Regions from separate parts of the Mus musculus genome. Here region 1 is linked to region 2. A link is a contact called in public Hi-C data. All regions are on one chromosome and are shown on one strand. The core of a region is the stretch at or near the end of the contact, and the rest is flanking DNA. Distances in the headings are between cores, read along the strand shown.

The links. Hi-C and Micro-C count contacts between places; a contact is called where the count stands out from the background.
Region 1: a contact with region 2 is called in a Hi-C map of uterus, with 2.4 times the contacts expected there. The contact joins the promoter of Hand2os1 here to the enhancer-like site in region 2. A contact is called at or near these places in 1 of 39 promoter capture datasets (stem cell-derived epiblast-like cells), 3 of 484 Hi-C or Micro-C datasets (uterus and ventricular fibroblasts) and 2 of 115 datasets of contacts at active chromatin or transcription factors (embryonic limb bud and heart atrium).

The regions. Positions count from the first base shown.
Region 1 is chr8:57,319,032-57,322,378 of GRCm38.p6, reverse strand. Hand2os1 (Hand2, opposite strand 1) reads left to right here and starts at 1,520. Exons shown (of 6, transcript NR_154048.1): 1 at 1,520-1,690; 2 at 2,091-2,195. Hand2 (heart and neural crest derivatives expressed 2) reads right to left here and starts at 1,396. Exons shown (of 2, transcript NM_010402.4): 1 at 1-1,396. The coding sequence starts at 472.
Region 2 is chr8:57,085,083-57,088,625 of GRCm38.p6, reverse strand. No RefSeq gene overlaps it. Among named protein-coding and RNA genes, the nearest start is that of Gm33501, 200 kb to the right of the region's middle. Within about 2 kb of position 1,600, at least 5 of the 459 cell types and tissues checked have an H3K27ac peak or open chromatin away from gene starts, as enhancers often do.

The sequences.
Region 1 (3,347 bases), core at 271-2,770, 230 kb before region 2:
CCTTGGCCAGCAGATCCATGAGGTAGGCGATGTAGCTGGTGGCCAGGCGCAGTGTCTTGATCTTGGAGAGTTTGGTGTCGGCGGGCACGTTGGGGATGCACTCGCGCAGCTCGGCGAAGGCGCTGTTGATGCTCTGAGTCCTGCGCCGCTCCTTGCGGTTGGCGGTGCCCCGGCGCTTCACCGGGCGCGGCCCCCCCAGGCCGGGAGGCCCGGCGCCGGGCGGCACTCCCCCATAATGGGAGTGGTCCAGGCCCGCGGCACCGCTGGCGTACTCGGGGCTGTAGGACAGGGCCATACTGTAGTCGGGGGGCGACATCTCCGGGTGGCCAATAAGCCAGCCGTGGAAGTAGGGGTTCTCCTCGTGGCTGCAGCGGCTGGCGGCGGCGGCGGCAGCGGCGGCGGCGGCTGCGGCGAATGGGTAGCCCTCATGGTGCACCACGGGGTGGTGGGGAAAGCCCCCCACCAGACTCATCTCGCCTTCCGTGGCCCTCCACGCGCCCCAGCGTGCGCGCAGCCCCGCCGCGCCCTCCGATCGGGCTCCGACCTCGGCGATCGGCGGCCTTCCCCACCCCCCACCCCCCAACCCCCGGGCTCCCGGGCCGGCCCTGCAGCCGCAGAGGGGGCCGCTGCAGCCCGGGGCCCGCGCCTGGCCCGCCGGGCCCGCCTCAGCTGTGCCGCGGCCGCCGGCTCCCCATGGGGCGCGGCGAGCTGGTCCCGGCACGGTGCGCCCTTGCTGGCCGCCGCCGCCCGCCCAGCTCTACAGCCCGCGCGCCGGCTCCCGCGTTCCCCGCTGCAGCGACCAGGCAGAGCGCTCCGGTGCTCATGCAAAAGTGCCGGCCGGCTCCCGCGAGGCAGTCCCGCAGACGCCGGCCACGGGACTCCTGACTCCGAAGATGACCTGGAATCCGGGGCGAGTCCAAGCTGGGGCTGCAGGAGCCGGCCCGGCTGTGCCGGGAGGCGGCGGGGTCGCAGCTTAGCGTGGAGCTACCTCGGTGCGACCCTCCCCCTTCCTGCCCCTTCCCCTCCCCCACCAGCTCGATCTGGGTTCTTGGGCGCTTATTGTTTTAATAAAAATTATTTGGTTGTTGTTTTGGTCCTTGAGTGTGATTTGTTTTTAAAGCTGTAAGGAACGTGTCCGTCCTCGCTCCTCAGGCTCTCTCGGAGGCTTTGCAGAGAGGTCTCAGCGCATCCATTTTCTAAGATCCTCTCCTCTCCGGACAAGAATCTTGGGCCCTTGAAGGCACCTCGGAGCTGGGAAGCGGCGAATGGACTCTCGGAGGGGTGTGCTCAGACAGTGGCCGCGGAAGCTCCTGGGTGGCAGCGGCGGCGGTTCTCTTGGGCTGGACGCGGTGAGGGGAGCAAGCCGATTTTCCCAGCAAGATCTCCATGTACAGCTACATCTTTAGGGCCGCTCGGGTTAATATATGTCGTCAGAGGCTCCTCACGCCAATCCCGGGGCGGCGGGGGCGGCGCCTCGCGCTCTCCGCAATAAAACTTTTTGATGTTCACGTTGCTAATTGCCGAGGTCCTCTTCTAGGATTGGTTGTCCACTCATAACCATAAGATAATTAAAACGGGGGGGGGCAGGGTAAAAAAAAAACCCTTTTATCAGCCATAGGTTAATGCAAGTGTTTAACAGATGCTTCGCTATTAAAATATTTCCCCCCAATACTGAAGAATCTTAAACCAGGTACAGTATTATTTCGCTTTCTTTTCTGATTACAGGGGTGGGGTGAATAGAGAAAGGAACGCAGATTATGCCTTTTCAAGTGTTTTGTAGGTAACCGAGGCAGAAAACTGAGCCGACAGTCTCCTATAGTTTTGTGCTGGGCTGGGGAGGGGATTTGGGGTGGGTGGTGGTGGCGACAAGAGTCTGGAGGTGGCGGTATGGAATCCCATTAAGGTGCGATTGGGAGTGAGCCGAGTCTCTTTGACCAGGCTAGAGCGCCAGCGCTCCTCTGACCCGGCACACTTTGGCAAAGTTGCAGTGGCCTGTTTGCTTAGGCACTGAAGTGGATGACCCAAGTTAGGATGACAACTTGCAGAGAACGCGGATGAGACCTTCAGTTTGTGCCCACACTCATTTGCAGCAACCCTAACAGAGATTGCGAAGATTTTCAAAGTGGGGCACCTCGATTTCTCGAATCTGTGGTGTGGCGAATATCCGTGTTCCTCCTGCTTAACTAGCCTGTTTGGTAAGTAACTGAATAGTTTTTACAGCGTGTTCGGAGCTTATTTTCTAGTTTTTATGAACAAACATATAAATATATCTCTGCATTCCTGCCTCCCTCATAAAAGCGGGCATCTGTGGAAAGCAGGTTTAGTTATCGGAGGGGAGCCATTAAACGGACGTTTAAGAGACAGGCAGGGAGGAAGGCTCGTGGATGTTTAGACTGCTTGCCTTGGCGATCTTGAACGCATTAGAACGGAAAATGGATCTCCACTTGTAAGTTAGCGGGCCTCGGGGCACCTAGGAGATTCCCCAGCAGCGCGGGATAGGGGCGGTCAGTGGAAGGAGGCAAAACCACCCTCCGGCTGGCCTGTATGAGGATCTCTTCTTTTCACTCACACGAAGAAGGTCCCTGTGTAATAGGGTGTCAACAGAAGCCCTTAGGCTGTAAATTTGATCACACCGATAGCTGGCCTTGGACCTGAGGAGGCAAGCAGAGGGGACACAAGTGACTCCCACCGTTGGCATCGCTTTTTGGAGGCAGAAGCACTCTGGTCCCAGACATTAAAGAGAACCCCAAGTTAAGAATCCTGCATGGACAGTCCTTCCCATGTCCCTAGAGTCTGTCTGGCTGTTATTCTGTCTGGAAGGCCACATCAGAAGGAATCGGAGAGCCCATCTTCTTGCTCCCAGGGTACCCGAGCTGAGACCTAACTGCCCTGTGGTAATCTCACGGAGGAAAAAAAAAGACTTTAGAGCTGGGTGGTGGGAGAGGGGGAGAACTTAAAGGTTGTGGCCTTTCTTCTGTTTGCAAGGGGTCAGTTTTCCAGGCCAGCCCCCAGCAGAGGGTCAACTAAGACAGAGCAAATTCAGGATGGGGAGTAGCTGGACCTAGTCTTGCTGGTTAGCTCAGAGGCTTGAGTTTGATGGCAGAACAAAGTGACCTACATAGGGCTCTGCTTTCCAGCTTCGGTGGGTCTGCAGCTTGGGGTACAAGGAGAGTGGTTTTAAAGAAGTAGAGGTAATGTGGTGGAGAATTCTGTTTACATTTTCAGCAGGAGGGGTACCCTGAATCAGTAAATATTGGTAGTTAAAGCCTCTGACATTTGATACATTAAAAAAAAACTTGTTTATAAAAACATTTAGGCCTCGGGAACAGGTAGACTGGGTAAGATGA
Region 2 (3,543 bases), core at 351-2,850:
CTTTGTTAGCTTTTAGTAGCAGTTTCAATGTCTCCTCCAGTTATACTATATATTAGAATTGGTGCTATTACATTTAAAAAAATTAAAAGTTTTTAGTGATTACTTAAAAAACACTACAAGCTGGGTTTATTTGTACATTCTAATAGTCTCAGAATTTAAGGGTTCAGGGCACAAGGATTTCTGAGAGTTTGAAGCTAAGTTGGGGTTACATAGTAAGACACCATCTTAATACACAAAACAGAAAACAAACAAAATGACTGGAAGGTAATTAATTAATTAATTAATTAATTAATGTACATTTTGAAATGTACCTAAAGGTTTAGATAATAAATCAAAAACTAATTAGTAACACACGATAATAGCCTGCTTTCTGGAAATTTGTAGTGGTTTTTTTATTCACAACTGAAAAACACATACTTCTATTGAAGAGATGGTTCCCAACACTATTTCCTAAACAAATGCTTTTCTGCATAGTGATTTTATTAGTTAAAGCACTATCTGAAGCCAGACATTTGTGGCAGAGATAATGTAAAATTTGTTTATTCAGATTCTCACTGATTTCAGCATTGGCAGTTACTTGGTTATTCATTTCCATGTGTCTGATTGTGTCTTAAGAATGAAATGAAATACATATTTATAGATCATACAGACCAGTAAATATCTTATGCATCAGTTGCCCAGTCTCTGTACACAGATTATCTCATTCAACTCACATGAGCTTCACTGTCACTAAGGTACTTTAAATGACAAACACACAGAGATAAAGTTGTAATTGACTCAAGGAAAGTCAGTGGTGAGAACTCAACTCAGACAGCCTGACTCTATAGCCTTTTCAGCTAATCACTATATAATTGAGGTCAGTAGTGTTCTAGCTACACAAGGAAAGAAACAAATTCAACAATAATTTGTCCAAAATTGGGTAAAAGAAATATGGATTTCAACTGAATCTCATTTCAAAGAATAGCTTGTTTTTCTATTGTTATTCTTCAAATGGACTCAGCAAAGGAGTACAGATAGGCTACCAGAATTGAGTAAGAATGGAAAGAAGATGGGTGAAGTTCTGTTTGGAGTGCCTACACATAATTTTCAGATGCCTATTAACTTGTCACATGAGTATAGAAATCAAAGTATCTCTATGGTGCTGTTAGTTGTATAGTGAAAACATTCTAAAAGCAAGAATCCATTTCCAGCCTGTAGGAGCTCAGTGGTATCTGGAGGCCCCCAATTACTGTTTATGAGGTTTACCTGAGTGATTTGGGGGGAGTGTTTTCTATTTACACATGCAGGAGATTTCAGAGATTGGCTTCATTTAGGATATCCTTAGAGTCTGAGGTGTCATCAAGATGCACAGTGTCTTCCTCAGTGAGGGGCCACTGCAAGAAACACAACAGAGCTTTTAGGAATCTGGAAATGGTAGGAGAAGGACAACAAATTCGAAAGTAAAACTGTGGCTGTTGTTGGTAAATTTGGGCCTGTGATTCAGCTATGTGGCACACATTTACAGAGGCCCCTTTAAATCCGGGCTACTTGTTCAATAGCTAAAGAAGAAAAGAGAAATGCAAGACACACAGAGCTTTACAGGAAATGCCAAGGAGCAGGGCTTTGTTGATGGGAACAGTCTGTGACCATTTCACTTGTACTATGACTAATGGTGCTGATCTCTGACTACTAGGCTCTAAAACAATTGGGATTACAACAACTGGAATATCTGCCTTCATATCATTAACTCTTCAGGGAGAGAGATTAAAAGAATGAAGAGAAGTAGACTATTATTAGTGAAAATAAAAAATAGCAAGAGTTTTTATAGGCGGTAAAAGGTATGGATGGAATTCTAGAAAACATGGAAATAAAGTTCCATGTGAAATACAGATATAATGGCATTTCTAAATCTTATTTTACTCCAGGAGTAGAAACTAAAGTGCAGGAAAGAAGTTTTTGCATGTTAATAATTGTGTGCCTATTTTTATATACCAATAAATGTAATGTTTTATGAATGCTTAACATTTTTCAAATTTTGTGAGCTTTCTCATGGGTTCCCACTGCAACTAGAAAAAAAGGAATATCTCAAACAACTATTTTGCTAAACAAACCAAAACAAAGAACAATGGACTAATTCTTTAGGGATATAATGAATATATATGATAAATCCACACTGAGGTAAAGGTCATTAAACAGTAAAAAATGAGTAATGAGACAACATATTTTGATGACATACATATTTAAACATCATGAGGTTTAGTGTTTAAGGCAGCTTTCCTGAAGAGGATGGGGCTGATGCTTGATCTTGATAGTGGGTGAGTTTGGGGAAGAAACTGGGCAAAAGAGAAGGTTCTGTTGGGCAGAGGAGGGTAGGTCCACCTGGTGCTAAGAAAAGAAGTCAATGAGTCTCTTTAGAGACCAAGGTAACTGCCAATTATGCAAAGAGTGCTTAAAGAAGAGGGTCTCTTCTCATTGTTTCCCTTAATGCTTTCTTTCCCAAAGGGCAATTGACTCTTTTGCTAGCTCACATTTAAGAGAAACACTATTCTGTAATTTGTACTTAAGTTCAAAAGTTTCTCAGTGGGTTAAAATTGTAGGCTTGTTCCAAGTTTCTTCCGGAATTTTTCCTCTTTACTATAGTTTGTATAAATATTAATTCACCGTTGAAATAACTTATGGGTAGAGGGCTTTCCCCCACCCCCTTTTCGCCATAGAGCACAGCATTCCAGGAAAACCTCATTTCTGCTGATGAATGGCTATTGGCATACAGAGATCTGGCATAAGGCTGAGAAGAAGGGATGCAGCTGACATGAGAAAAACTTGAGAAGGAAACCATAATCCCCCCTCCAATTCTCTGCTTATTAGAGGAGCTAAAATGATTAAGCAGCTGGAGGTTTTGATGTATGAGGAAAGATGAAGAGAACTGCATGTGTGGAGGTTGGCTGAAGAGCTAAGGAGTAAGCACGGGTGGGCGGGGGGCTGCTGCTGATAGTCATTTGCAGATAATTGACGATATAAGTCCCAGAGAAGGAGAGGGATTGGGAAGGTGGTCTTTAGGGGATTATCTCTGGGTAATGAATGAACTGAAGAAAAGGGAAAATGTTTCATCAGGAAGACTTTCTTAACGGGTAAGATTTAAAGGCAAAAAAAAAAAAAAAAATCTCCCAAGAGAAGTAGTACAATTCTCATCTCTTGAGTCACTTAGGGAGGCCCATAAAATTTTGGGAGTGTAGACGGCTGCCGTGGTAGGGGAGCAGATTTGGTCATCAGGATCATCCCTTGTCCTGATGTTTTATGGCTTGATTTTCAAGATGAATCAATTGGTAAATAAGAGTTTGGAAACTCCCAAGGAATCAAGTCTATCCTTATCTCACTGATAATTTTCAAGCAATAAAGGCCTGTGTTCTCATCTCTTCCTCTTCTGATTTCCACACATTGTCCTTGACATTATCATTTCTTAAGGAACATTCAGGTCCGAGGATAGAGGGATTGTGTGACTGAGAGGATAAGCAATGTGTCCTCTGATCAGGGAACATTGCCTTTTACCAAAATCACTTTTCTAAG